Regions from separate parts of the Mus musculus genome. Here region 1 is linked to region 2. The links are chromatin contacts, called in public HiChIP or PLAC-seq maps. All regions are on one chromosome and are shown on one strand. Each heading gives the region's core, a stretch centred on a gene start, on an enhancer-like site or on the middle of the called end of the contact. The rest is flanking DNA. Distances are from core to core; before and after follow the strand shown. Region 1 overlaps Wnk1 (WNK lysine deficient protein kinase 1). Region 2 holds the start of Fbxl14 (F-box and leucine-rich repeat protein 14).

What was found. HiChIP or PLAC-seq counts read pairs in DNA pulled down with a chosen protein or histone mark.
Region 1: a contact with region 2 is called in an H3K4me3 HiChIP or PLAC-seq map of bone marrow-derived macrophages, with 3 times the contacts expected there. The contact joins the enhancer-like site here to the promoter of Fbxl14 in region 2. A contact is called at or near these places in 13 of 39 promoter capture datasets (the 3T3-L1 cell line, 3T3-L1-derived adipocytes, the C10 cell line and 8 more), 2 of 15 datasets of contacts at CTCF or cohesin (large pre-B cells and pro-B cells), 20 of 484 Hi-C or Micro-C datasets (B cells, the Ba/F3 cell line, the C2C12 cell line and 16 more), 22 of 115 datasets of contacts at active chromatin or transcription factors (the 230-238 cell line, the SCID.adh cell line, T-cell acute lymphoblastic leukemia and 14 more) and 2 of 9 other capture datasets (embryonic stem cells and liver).

The regions. Positions count from the first base shown.
Region 1 is chr6:119,999,170-120,005,902 of GRCm38.p6, reverse strand. Wnk1 (WNK lysine deficient protein kinase 1) reads left to right here. Exons shown (of 28, transcript NM_001199084.1): 2 at 3,538-3,710. Among named protein-coding and RNA genes, the nearest start is that of Mir706, 32 kb to the left of the region's middle. Within about 2 kb of position 4,007, at least 2 of the 459 cell types and tissues checked have an H3K27ac peak or open chromatin away from gene starts, as enhancers often do. A contact at or near this core is called in bone marrow-derived macrophages, where this site is marked.
Region 2 is chr6:119,476,869-119,484,247 of GRCm38.p6, reverse strand. It overlaps Fbxl14 (F-box and leucine-rich repeat protein 14), which reads right to left and starts at 4,580. Exons shown (of 1, transcript NM_133940.3): 1 at 362-4,580. The coding sequence starts at 4,388. The coding sequence ends at 3,186. The region is part of intron 1 of Wnt5b (wingless-type MMTV integration site family, member 5B); the gene reads left to right.

The sequences.
Region 1 (6,733 bases), core at 2,758-5,257, 520 kb before region 2:
TGTTCTGCTTTAGTTTGGAAGTGGGTTTTTTTTGTTTTGTGTTTTGGGAGAAAAACAGCCTCTTCTGACCTTAAAAAAAATCTCAATCCTGAGTGCTAAGATTATACCACTATGCCTAGCTTGGCCAGTTTTATGTTATTTATGGGTAATCACCTACCCACCCCAATCTATATTTCAAACTTACTTGCATTTTTATTTATGCTCACCTCATCCTTCTATCTGGAGCAGACACTCTGGCACATTGCCTTTCTTAAGCCCTATGGTTTAATTAATAATGATAGTTTTTAAAAGGTAATAAACAAGAATGTGTTGTAGCAACAAGAAAATTAGTACAGATTGTGATATCAGAAAGCAGTAGAAAATGAGAAACAGTAAAGATAAGTCCCCCAAGCATACATGTATGCATTTCTACACATAAAGTCTTAAAGAGAAGGAGTGAAGGTTGAGAGAAATTTATTTCAAGGGGGGCGGGGAGAGAATATGAATATTTTCCTGAAACAAATGCTTGAAATTTTTATTTAAAAAACACAATTAGAGTAGGCATTGATGATGCACATCTGAGACTGAGATAGGGCTGCAATTTCAAAATTATCTGGGGATACACACACACACACACACACAGACACACACACACACACACACACACACACACACCCCAAGCAATATAAGACCCTCTCAGAAAAGTAAAAGGTTTTTTGAAGCAGATTAATGGCACTGATTGGTTTTACACTCACCAAATTGACAAAGTTGATGTGTTGTAGATAACTACCACATGTGCTCTTGAGCATGTGTAGCAGTGGTAACCTTCAGACATAAGTAAATATCTAGACTGCATAGGCTACTATAATGTACTTAGATGACATTAATTTATAAATAATAGAAAAGATTTCATAGTTTAGGTAACTGGGAAGTTCTCGGTCAACTTGCCATGTCTGGTCAGTACTTACTGTGCCTCAGAGAACTTGTATCATGTTCTTGTTGCATCCTCACATGGTGGAACAGGATGAAGAGATTAATTTCTTCCCTGAAGTCCCCGCCCCCTTATAAAGTCACTACCTAAAGAGTCTACCTCCTAATATCTTTGAGGCTAAAATTTTAATGTGAATCACTTAGACCATAGCAAAAGCACAGAAGAGCAGAAAAGAAGTTGCTTTAGTTATCAAAGTATCTTTTTTTTAGAAGTGGCATTGTATTAGTTATCAAAGTATCATTTTTTTTAGAAGTGGCATTGTATATATCACTAATAGATTCTATGATGTAGTGCAAGATCTAATAGCTATGGTAATTTCCAAGTAGTGATTAATCAGTGGCATTTTGGGATATCTATAATTATTTGTTATTTGATTAAGTCCAACAGTGATTAAAAATTGTAGGTAATACAGAATACTGTTAGATGTTTACATTCATAATTAAGAAATGGCAAGTCTTAATTCAAAGCTAATGAAAATAATATTTGTGCAAGTCTGTAAATCTTTAAAATATTTAGATTTATTTTATGTATGTAAATGAGAGTGTACATGCCTGGTGCTAGAGGAGGTTGGAAGAATGTGCATTAGTATCCCTGGTTCTGGAATTATGGATGCTTGTATGCTATTATATTGGTGCTGGTAACTGAACTTGGGGTCTCTGCAAGACCAACAACTACTCTTAACTAATGAGCCATCTGTCTAGTCCTGTAAGTTTATAAATGAAGAATTTTGTGAATCCTATGAGAAAGTGTCTAAGCTGGGCTTGGTGGCACATGCCTGTAATCCTAGCACTCAGGATGTAGAAGCAGGTACATCTCTGAGTTAAATGTCAGATTGGACTACATAATTAGTTCCAGAACAGCCAGGGTTATGTAGAGAGATCATATCTAAACAAAAGCCCCAGTGTTCTGTAAATAGTTATATATACAAGCCAAAAAAATTTAACAGTATAACCTTATTTCGGGTATTGGAGAAGCAACAAATGACTAAGTGCCTAAAGATTCCTTAGTAGGTAATATATAAACTGTGATATGTTCTTTTTTTCTCTTTCTTTTTTTTGGCAAAGTATAAAAACCAATGATTCTTATACCTAAATTTATGATAGTGTTCATTTAAGGTTAAGGAGTAGAAACGAGGGTCCATTCTAGTTACCCAAAGGATTTTAAATTAGTTTAAATTAGGTGTATAATATTAAAATCACTTCTTTTTGCTAAAACATTGTAATATTAAATCACTTTTAGTTTTGCTGGCAATACTACATTGAGATATCTATACTGAGAGTGACTAAAGATAGTTTCCATTTTAATAAACAGAACAATCAAGACATTGCGTGTATGGACTTTAACAAACTATAAAGCCAAATTGGATTCTTCATCTCAGATAGGAAGTAAATTAGCTCCTGTAAAGGCACCAAGAACTTAACACCTGGTGAAAGCATACTTACTAGATTGCTTGATTATGATAACAATTTTGTTAGATTATACAGCATATTCATAGAAAGTTCTAATTAATACAAAGATATATATCATTTAACTGTTTTTGTTTTTTACCTAAGATATGTTTTTTTCTATATAGCTCTGATTATTAAGTCTTTGCCTATAACTATTCTGTGACATTAATCGCCTGTTTCTAACAATTATTGACTTATTTTGGAAGTGACAAGTTAACTGTATTTTATGGAATGAGATTATATTTTTGACATTGATACTAATGATAAATAATTTCAAGCATCACTTTATAATCCATTTTCCTTAAAGATACAGTACTCTGTTCTCCAACTCTTTTTTTTTTTTTTTTTTGGTTTTTCGAGACAGGGTTTCTCTGTGTATCCCTGGCTGTCCTGGAACTCACTTTGTAGACCAGGCTGGCCTCAAACTCAGAAATCTGCCTGCCTCTGCCTCCCAAGTGCTGGGATTAAAGTCGTGTGCCACCACCATCCGGCTGTGTTCTCCAACTCTTAAGGCACGCAAATGACTTTTATTAGTGTTTCTGTTTCATTTTAATGCTATTTATCATTAACGTATAATTAGCACATTTCTATTGATTTATTTATTTAGGTTTTTCAAGACAGGTTTTCTCTGTATAGCCCTGGCTGTCCTGGAACTTACTTTGTAGACCAGACTGGCCTCGAACCCAGAAATCTGCCTGCCTCTGCCTCAGAAGTGCTGGGATTAAAGGTGCGCATCACCATGCCCGGCGTATTTTATTTAGACAAGTTTTTTTTCCCCCCCCTTTGGTTTTTCGAGACAGGGTTTCTCTGTATAGTCTTGGCTGTCCTGGAACTCACTTTGTAGACCAGGCTGGCCTCGAACTCAGAAATCTAAATATAATCTCTAATGTCTAAAATATAATCTCTGTCTCTGCCTCCCAAGTGCTGGGATTAAAGGCGTGCGCCACCACGCCCAGCTTAGACAAGTTTTGAACTTAGTCTTGCTGCCTCATTGGGGCTACCTGACTTCTGAGATTGTCACCATGTGCCATCTTGACCAGCTTATTTAGCATCCTAATATAGCTATGTGACTTGTGTTTTATCATTTTAAATCACATTGTTTTGTTTTTTGCCTTTTAGGATCGAAAGTTAACAAAATCTGAAAGGCAGAGATTCAAAGAAGAGGCTGAAATGTTAAAGGGTCTTCAACATCCCAACATTGTTCGATTCTATGATTCCTGGGAATCCACAGTAAAAGGGAAAAAATGCATTGTTTTAGTGACTGAACTAATGACATCTGGAACACTTAAGACGTAAGTCAATCAATATTTTCTAGAAATCTCTTGTTTTATATTTACTTTTGTTGTTTAGTCTACTATGACAGAAATAATCCTTTCAACCAATGTGTTTTTACTACCCACAAAATCTTCTTGTATATAAAATAATAAGGTTATTATTTATTGGTAGCTATTGGGATGAGTTTGTTGCTGAATAAACCTAGTTAATTTTAAGTCATATTGATTGATATTTTTAAAATTGAGCAGTTTAGGAAGTAGAAATCAATGTCAAGGTTGCCCTCTAGTGGTTAAAATGAGATTAACAGAGGAAGCACTAGACATGGATGCTGAAAGCTGAACTCAGATCCTCTGCAAGCACTCTTAACCACTGAGAGTCATCTCCATCTCTCTTGGAGAGGATGAAGATGATGATGGGTATGATGATATTCATTCAAGCTCCTTATTCATATACCTGCTTCTTCTACTACTTTACTTTGTAGCACAGTGTCTGAAACTTGATAAATACTTGAGTGGTTTAAAGAAAGTTGTGTGATAGTTGTATGTCTATCTACACCTTGAAAGTCTTTTCAATGATACAGATACCTAGTTGCTTGTCAGCAGTCTGTCACGTTACAATGGTTTGACTTGTATCTTCCTTGCTTATTTATTTGTTTGTTGTTTGTTTGTTTTTTAAAGTCATGACTATTGAGCTAGAGCACTCATTGGTTAAGAGCACTTGTTGCTTTTGCAGAGGACCCATATCTGATTCTCAGCATGGCTGTGGTAGTTTACAAACATGTATAATTCCAGTTCTAGGGATCAAACACCTTTTGACTTCTGTGGCCACCAAGTTTGCATGTGGTACACACACAGATACACAGGCAAAAACATACATAAAATTAATGAATCTACTAGGAAGTTTTCACGATTTATTTTTTTAATTCATGTATAAATGTGTATATCTGTGAGTGTATGCCATATGGGAGTCTTTGTAGTGGGGAAGAGGGTGATAGATTCCTTAGAGCTGAAGTTACAGGCTGTAGTGGGCTGTTTTATTATGGATGCTAGGAGCCAGTATTACAGAGAAGCCCTGTCTTCAGAAAACCTAAACAAAGAAACAAATAAATGTAAAAGTAATGAAAAATGTTAAAAAGTAAAGTAAGAGCTGAGCATTATGATGCCAGAGCCATAGGAGACATACTCTTATTATGTAGCCTTGGCTGATCTGGAACTTGCTATGGAACCCCAGATGGGCCTAGAATTAAGCAGTACATGTGCTTCTGCCTCCAGAGTGCTAGAGTTGATTACAGATACTACACACCAGGAAGAAGAAGAGAAGGAAGAGGAAAGGAAGAAGAAATAGAAGAAACAACAACTATATTAGAGTGTAACTCAGAATCAATTGGTTCTTAACTAGTATGCACAAAATACAAAATCCTGGGTTCATTCAGCCATACCACATAAACTGGGTGTGTTGGTATAGCTGAAATCTCAGTTCTTCAGAGGTTGCAAAAAGTTCAAGCAAGTTCATTTACAGGTATTTAGGAAGTTTGAGGCCAGTCCAGGCTACACGAGACACTATCTTAAAACAAGCAAATGAAAACGATATTGAAAGTCTAGTTTGAAGTTCACATGTAATCCTAGCACTTGGAAGATGTAGGCAGAATCAGGAGTTCAAGGCCAGGCCCAGCTACATAGTAAGTTAAAGGCCAACTAAATGAGACCTGTTCAAACAAAACAAAACTATAGAGAAACATTTTTGGTACAAGCAAAGGGTTGCATGTGAACTGGCTGCTCGCCACCTGTGAAATGCAATGGGGAATTTAACATAAGTTGTTTTAGTATATATCTAAGAATCAGTAGGAAAGGGTAATCCCCAATAAAATAATAAGGGACGACAAATCACCATTATATAAATATGGTACACGTGAAAATGGATACTAGTTTTGTATTCACAAAGTGACAGCTGGTAGAGAGAAAGATTAGAATATAACCCATGTTAAAAAATGTAATTGTCCATAAAAAGCTAAATAAAGGTGGCACTCCAATCAGTAAAAACTACAAAAAGCTTTGGCCCTTTGGATGAAAGAAAAGTCTCTGAAAAATACTCCTCTCCTCTTTGCCCCATTCTCCTCTCCAAGTTGCTATCAATGCCTGTACTTTGTACTCATGTCTATCATTATCTCATGTACAATAATAAATTAATAATATATATTCTCTACTGTAAATTCTGCTGCCTAGCTAGTGCAGGAAACTCAGGCCAAAAGATATGCCATAAGTGAACCCAAATGAAATTTCCATGGACATTTTCATAGTTCATTGATGGTCACACTATGTACAGATAAGTTTTCAAAGGTAGTTTGAATGAGGATGACTCTCACAGGCCCATGTACTTGACTACTTGGTTCAGTAGATGGAACTATTTGGGAAGGATTCGAGGTATAGTCTTGTTGGGAGAGGTGGCAGGCCTTGAGCTAGACTTCTAGTCTTTCTGTCTAATACTTGTGGATTAGGATGTAAGCTCTCAGATGTGTCTGGTGCCATGTCTTTGCTCCACCATCATGGCCCCTAACTCTCTGAAACTGTAAGCCCAATTAAATATATCTTAATATGTTGCCTTGGTGATGGTATTTTGTTATGGCAACAGAAAAGTAACTAGACAGATGATTTCATAGTTAAATAATGTACCCACTAAAAAACTATGAAGACACAACCAGAAATGAATACTGGAGCAGCTAAAGATACTATGGGTAATTCTTTTCTTTTTTTTTCCCCCATTTTTTATTAGGTATTTAGCTCATTTACATTTCCAATGCTATACCAAAAGTCCCCCATACCCACCCCCCCACTCCCCTACCCACCCACTCCCCCTTTTTGGCCCTGGCATTCCCCTGTACTGGGGCATATAAAGTTTGCAAGTCCAATGGGCCTCTCTTTGCAGTGATGGCCGACTAGGCCATCTTTTGATACATATGCAGCTAGAGACAAGAGCTCCGGGGTACTGCTTAGTTCATATTGTTGTTCCACCTATAGGGTTGCAGTTCCCTTTAGTTCCTTGG
Region 2 (7,379 bases), core at 3,331-5,830:
AGCCCACATGGGTTCCCAACGTGTATTCCTCCCCCCCCCCCCCCCGCCCCATTCAGAAAGAAACTAGGCCATGGACACTAAGACCCATGCCATGATCTTAACTTGCAAATACTAATTTATGACCCTTTAAAGACTTACTTTTATTATGTGAGACTTACATGTGTGCCTGTGCACCTGAGTGCAGGTGCCCACAGAGGCCCCTGGAGATGGGGTTACCTGAGACTGGGGGCGCTGGGAGCTCCACGTCAGCCTCCTGCAAGGGCAGCATGCACTCCCACCACCGAGCCGTCTCTCCAGCCCCTTAACCTTACACTTAACAATTAAAACTCAAACAAACAGAAACTGTTGCAGAGTACTGATCGTGGGATTATTTGCTTATCCGATGGAGACTGGTATCGCGGCGTGACTTACAGACCGGACCACAGCGGGACCCTGGGAGCTGGGTGAGATTCCTAGGAAGCAGGCCTGATTCAGACTGCTCTCCAGGATTCCTACTTTTTGTTGTTGCATGCTTTGTCTTTAGGGAATAGAAATCTGTATTGTCCCTAAAGAAAGGGAAGATAGATCTAGTGTGGGACTCAGAGCAGGTTTTGGTGACTTGAGAAAGGAACGGCACAGCTTTTCTGTTGTTCAGGCTTAAAGCTTAGAAAGTGTACAGGACCGTCACACCCTGCAACAACCTGGGTTCCAGCTGTCTGCCGGGAAAGATGGGTTGACCTAGGAAAGATGGGTTGACCTAGGAAACCTGGGTTTCTAGTGGAGAAAGTGACCTCAGAAACAAAGCCCACCAACGTGAACCCAGGGCTGCGACTCGCTCACTCCCGCCTCTGTCCCTCGGCTTACAGAAGTCACAGTGCTGCTTGTCTATGTAGGAGAACTATGCTAACATTGCTGGTATCCATCTATCCGCCCTTAATCCAGCCTGTACCCTTACCAATGGCTCAGTGGCCAGCCTGGGCACTAGAAGGGCTCCAAACGAAAGTGTGCCTTAACTTTGACCAGTCTAAGCCCCAGCAAAGGGTCTGCATGCAGGCAGGCCTGAAGGGGGATGTTAAAGAGCACTGCTGCCCCCTTCCGCTGGACCTGCACACACACAGGAGCACGCAGGACTGGGCCAGCCAGCTAGGACAGCACTTTCAACTTCCCCGGAACAATGGCTGGCTCCCTCTGCGTCTTACTGCGTGTCCCTCACTGTGCACCCAATGTGAGGACACCCCTCCTACTCTCGCATTTCCAGAGCTCAGGACCGGCTTCTTCACAGTTACCCTGGATCTCACCTCTACCACCACCATTCCCAAAAAGAAACTGGCCACTCTGACTCTTCCAAGTCTGGTCTCTTAAAAAAAAAAAAAAGTTTCATTTTCTTTCAGTTTCCATGTTGACAGTTTAAAACCAAAATTTATAGAACTCTCCAGTCTGATCACATTTCTAGAGACAGAACATTTGGATGTCAGTGGTAAATCTTACACAAAAGAAATTCTCAACCATAAACTTACAGCACATGAGCCAGCTGAACTCCACCTTAGTTCCAGTTTCTGTGCACTCCTAACACCTCCCACCTGAGCATGTACCCGACACACAATGCCTTAAAAATAATTCACAGATACAAGGGGGGGATTTTGTGCTTTTTTTTTCAAAAACATACTTCATATTTCCTCTTTTATTATATAAATATCAGTTTAACCTTTTGCTGTAAGAATATAAACGTTTTAAGAGGATCTTTGTTATTTATACAAATTCACAAACAGTACAATTAATTGATAAAGGTCTCTGGGTTTCTCCATGGTCTCTCATGTTGCTGTGGAGGACTCTAAAAAAATAAACAAACAAAATATCCAACAAAAATATACATCCTACTCAAAAGCGATTTGTTTTAAAGCCACAGTCCCAACCCCCCACCAAAATAAAGTCATCTATTCCTCCATTTAGAAACAAAAGTTTTCAAACCCACAAGCTCCCGTTTCGAGAACAGAACTCAGACAGGACATGAAGTTCAGCCTCCTCCCTTCATTCACATAGCCTCAGGCTCTCTGCTGACACGGCTCACTCCCCGACAGGACGGGAAGCCTCACTAGCTAACAGCCTCACTAGCTAACCTCTCGGTGGGAAGACTTGCAAGAGGGTTGGGGTGGGGCATAATTTGCATATATAATACTCCTCTTCAAGACTCAAATCTGCATCTCAAACAAACAAACAAAAAGGAAATTCTGCTCTCATTTCTCCCATACATTTGTGCTATAAATTAAATCAATATAGAAACATGGTTGGGTCATCAAAGCCCAATAGACTGGGGGTGGGGTGGGGGGTGGGGTCGTAGCCAGGATGCGGAAGTGGGGCACATTGGGTACAGGGAGGTTGGGAAGAAGCCAAAACCAAAAACAGATACAAACCCAGTGGGCATCTTTCCAGTCTAGGCACAAAAATGTTTCAATCTCAAAATATCTCTCTTGTAGAATTCCAGGGCTTAAGAGAAAAAAGTAAACTAAAACGAGGTAGCCAGACATATATATATATACATACACACACACACACACACATATATATATATATATATATATGAGAATATACTCAGCAGAAAGAAAAAAGAACAATGATTTCAAATTTCTTTGAAAACTAAAAAGGAAGCAGATAAAAAACAAAACAAAAAAACAGAACAAGAACAAAACCAGAACCGAAGTGAGTTGCAGATACCAAAGGGGCAGCGATGAGAGGAGACTGGCTACAAAGTGGATGAGAAGGCTGTTCAAGTCGGGCTTGCTTTCTACACGTTTGGAATTAAAAGCCAGATCACAGTATCCAAATGAAAGTGTAAGTGAAGGCAGGCATCTTTCCTCAACTCCTCGGGGTTGAAACGACTAGTCCCTCCCCGCCCCCACCCCATTTCCAAATGCAGTGCCCCAGGATACAGTTGTCGGTGGCTGAAAGTCTCCATACCCTGCAGAAGAGTGGGCAGAGAAACAGCAGGGTCCATCTCTCCCCTCACTGGGAAAGGAGAGTGGGTAGAGGGAGCAGAACAACTCCAGACGCAGTGGAGAGGGGCGCCAGACTAGGAGAAGAGAGCCCAGGCTTCCGTCATCGCCCCACCGCGGCCACTGCCCTGAACGTGTAAGTGCGCGCGTGAGTGTGCGGAACAGTGGTGGTCCTGGGATGAACAGGGCGGGGCGGGGGAACTGGAACTGCCGCCCTCACCTGACCTTCTCACTGTCCGTCATCTGCCAAAGTCCCAGGTTAAGTACCTTGAGGCAGGGCAGCTGCGTGATGCGCTCCAGGCCGCGCTTGGTGATCCTGGTGCAGCCGTACAGATCTATGCCCGTGAGCTGGCTCAGGTGCTCAGCGATCAGCTCCAGGCCCTTGTCCGTGATGCGCACACACTGTCCAATGTTGAGCGTGCGCAGCCCGTGCATCTGCCGCACCATGCGGTTGATGCCATCGTCACTGATATGGCAAGAGCAAAGGGAGAGGGACTTGAGGCCGTCCAGTCCCTGGGCTATGTACGCCAGACTCTGATCTCCCACCTTGTCACAGAACGACACATCCAGACCGGAAAGGCGCAGGCTGCCCATGGCCAGATGCATGATGCCGGTGTCGCTGATGTTGTCGCAGGAGCGCAGGTTCAGGCTGCGCAGGCTGCCCATGTGCGACAGGTGCAGAAGGCCCGCGTCCGAGATGCCGCCGCAGAAGCTGAGGTTGAGGAGCCGGAGGCCCGTCAGCCCTCGCGAGATGTGCTTCAGGGAAAGATCCGTGAGTTTCTGGCAGTCCTGAAGAGTGAGCTGCTCCAGGCCCAGGCAGCCCTCGGCAGCGCTGCGCGTCATGCCGGCCAGGTGCCCGATGCCCACATCCGAGAGGTGGCGACAGCTGCGGAGATTAAGGCTCTTGAGGCGCTGCAGCCCCCAGGCAATGAGCAGAAGGCCGGTGTTGGTGATGTTGCTGCAGCCCCCCAGCTCCAGCACCTCCAGGCCCTTGAGGTACTGGGCTATGCGGCCCAGGCTGCTGTCGGTGATCTGCTTGCAAAGGCTCAAGTTGAGAGCGCGCAGCGAGCCGATCTCCTGCACGAACGCGTGGCCCAGGCCGTTGTCGGTGAGGTTGTAGCAGCCGCTGAGGTTGAGGCTCTCGATGTTCGCCATGCCCTGGATCACGTAGCTGAGGCTGCGGCGGAGGCTGAGGATCTGCACGCGGCGGATGCCCCGGGCCTGCAGGCTGGGGAACAGCGACGGGTTCGCCCGGCGCAGGTGCAGCTTGGCCTCCACGCCCCGCCACACCGACTTGTGGTAGGCGGCGTCCCGCCAGGCCGTGCACACCTGCGCCGCGCGACCCTTGTCTCGGACGTCCAAGTAGCCGAAGATCATGGCCAGCAGCTCGGGGAACAGGCACGAGATGTGGGTCTCCATCTTCCTCCCGCCGCTACGCCGCGCCGGGTGCAGGAGGCGCGGGCGCCGCCGCCGCCCCGGGAGGCGCCGAGAGCGGCCCGCCGCGGGCCAACGGCCGCCCCTCCCCGCCTTCCGGCCGGGCCGCCGCTCCTCCTCCCGGCGCGTCCGAGCGGCGCTTCCTTCCTGCCGCCCTTCCCGCCCCCGCGCGGCCGCTCGGGCCTCACATCCCGGCCGGGGCGGGCGCCGCGTCCGCGCCCGCGCGCCGCCCCGCGCCCTGCGGCATCCCGCGCCCGGCCGCGTCGCTGCTGCGCGCGCCGGCGAGGCCCGGGCCGGGCGCTCGGGCTGCGGACGGCTTCCTGCTGCCTTTGTCTGCCGTCCGCGGTTCAAACTGCCCAGCCCCGGGCTGCTCGCACTCGGCCGCTGCGCGGGGGGACTCTGGGGCCGCCGCGCGCCGCTCCTCCCCCGCCTAAGTCGCGCGGGTCCGATTCACGGCCGCGGGCGGCGGGACGCGGCGAACTCACCGGCGTGATCGGGCCTGCGCCCTAGGAGCCGGCCAGCCGCGCTGCGCCCTCCGCGTCCTCCGCGCCGGCTCCCCCGCTCAGTGGTACGCGCCCGCGCCGCCGGAACTGGTGGAGCCGTTTCCTTGGAAACCGGGCTCTGCCCTCGGCCGCGGAGGCTTAACCCCATGCGCGCCGGGATGGCTGGCGGCCTCGCCGCACCGTGCAGCCCTAAAGAGCGCCCGATGGCCCACGGGCTGCTCCCCTCGGTGTCCACGCTTACTCCACGCCCTCTCCCGCCCGCATACTTCATCCTCTCTTGCCCGCATATTCCATCCCCTCTAGCCCGCGTTACTTCTCAGAGCGCCTTTAACCATCTCACCACACCCACTGCCCCAGTCGGGCGGCCTTCCCACCATTCCTTTCTCTTTAGTAGTGAGTCTTAATTTGGTGGAGAAAGTGGCTTTTAGTCAGCATAGTTTGACAGCTCTCGTTCTAGAAATTTCTGGAAGTTGTCCAGTGTGCCTGCCTTCCACAATCTTGTTGTTTCCATACACCCATGTGAGTTCCTTTCCCTTTCAACTTTGTGTCAAAACTTCCCACTGCTTCTGCCCCTGCCTTGCGCTCTAACCTACACCAGGTTTTGTCTTTTTCCTCGGCCACTTAGACTGTAGATTGCACGGCCCAGCTGTACGGATACCTAATACATCTGTATGTGCTGACACACATACACTCTTTGGTCTGGTTAAAGATGCTCCAGCCTTATGCTTTATGTATATTTTATGAATCTAGGGCAGAGCTCAACTCTATACAGTGTAGCCTCGGGTCTTAAATATCTGCATGAAGGATAGGATTTCAGAATTGTATTTTTATGACCCCTGAAGCCAAGAGTTTTTAGTTCAGAGAAAAGGAACCTGAGAATCTTAAATAAGTTACAAGTTCACACATCTAGATACAAAACAACCTGACTTAGCTGTTTCCTTGACTCTTTGGGAACCTGAACAAGACATCATCATCATTATTATTATTAATACATTGTATTTCTTTAATGGGGAGAGGGCATGCTCCACAGCCAGTATCTAGTGGTCAGAAGACGACTTGAAGAAGTCATCCCTCTCCTAGCATGTGGATTCCAGGATGGAACTCGGATCATGAGACTTGGTAGCAATGACCTTACCTGCTGACATCTTGCACTGAACAAGATTTGGGATGTGGTCCAAATTTGGAATACGATCGCCTTGGCTTTTAGCCACTCCTCTTTCCTAAGTAACAGATACTTGTTAGACCCGAGTGTGTACAGAACTAACAGGCACAATACACAGTAAATCCCACCCCGTGGGTCTTAATCAGGAAATGCAGTGGCTAAAATTCCTGCAGGCCCTTTGTATCTCACATTGCACATACCGAGGCCCTTAGACTTTTATGGCCTTCCTGAATATGAGGCAACATTGTTTGTCACCAAATAATTCCTGACGTATAGTGTAACAATTCTGGCTGTGCCTCAGTTTGCACTCTCCTGGGGTCATCTGGGTTATCTTCTGTTTAAACAGCCCCAGGGGCCATCTGTTCTCCCCGTCTACTGTACGAGTGCTGGAGATGGCTCTCAGCTGGTCAGGCTTAGCGGTAAGCACCGTTTCAAGCCCAAGCCGATTCTTAGGACATTTTATTCAGTGTGTGTGTGTGTGGGTGCACATTCACATGCGTTTATTGATACTCACAACTGAGTTCCATGACACACCACGTGGAAGTCAGAGACCAGTTATTTGAGAGTTAGCTCTCTCTCCTACTGTGCGGGTCCCAGGAATCAACTTCAGGTCCTCACACTTGAAAGCAATTGCCTTTACCCATTTTGCCTACCCTGAAAATCACATTAAAAAAAAAAATTACTCTCTGGCAATTTTGTATATGCTTTTGGTCATTTTTGTCCCTTCTCACCCTCTGCCATCCCCTCCCCACTCTCCCACTCCTCTCAGCCCCTGCTTCCCAACACATTTCCCTCCTACATTTGGGGTCTAGTTGTTTTGTGATGTTCTGTGTATGAGCATTAATGTAGTGCTACTTCCAGGATCAGAGATGAGTTCCCAGTGGAAAGTCATTCCTTAGTTATTTGTTTATTTGCTTGTTTGCTTGCTTCTTTCTTTCTTTCTCTCTTTCTTTCTTTCTCTCTTTCGAGACAGGGTCTCACTTTGTAGTCCTGACTGCCTTGGAACTTGCTATATTGACCAGGCTGGCATGGAACTCCCTGCTTTTGCCTCCCTGGTCCTGGGATTAAAGGCAGGCACCACCATATCTGGCTTTTTTTTTTTTTTTTTAGATTTAGCAGAAAGGTGTGTATATGTTTGCGAATATGCCACATGTATGTGAGTGCCTGAGAAGACCAGTAGAGGTCTTCAGATCCACTGGTCTGGAGTTACAAGCAGATGTGAACCTCCAGACATGAATACTGGGAACAGCAAGTGCTCTTCCCTGCTAAGCCAATCTCTCTAGCCTTGAGAGTGTCAGTAGTTGAGTATAG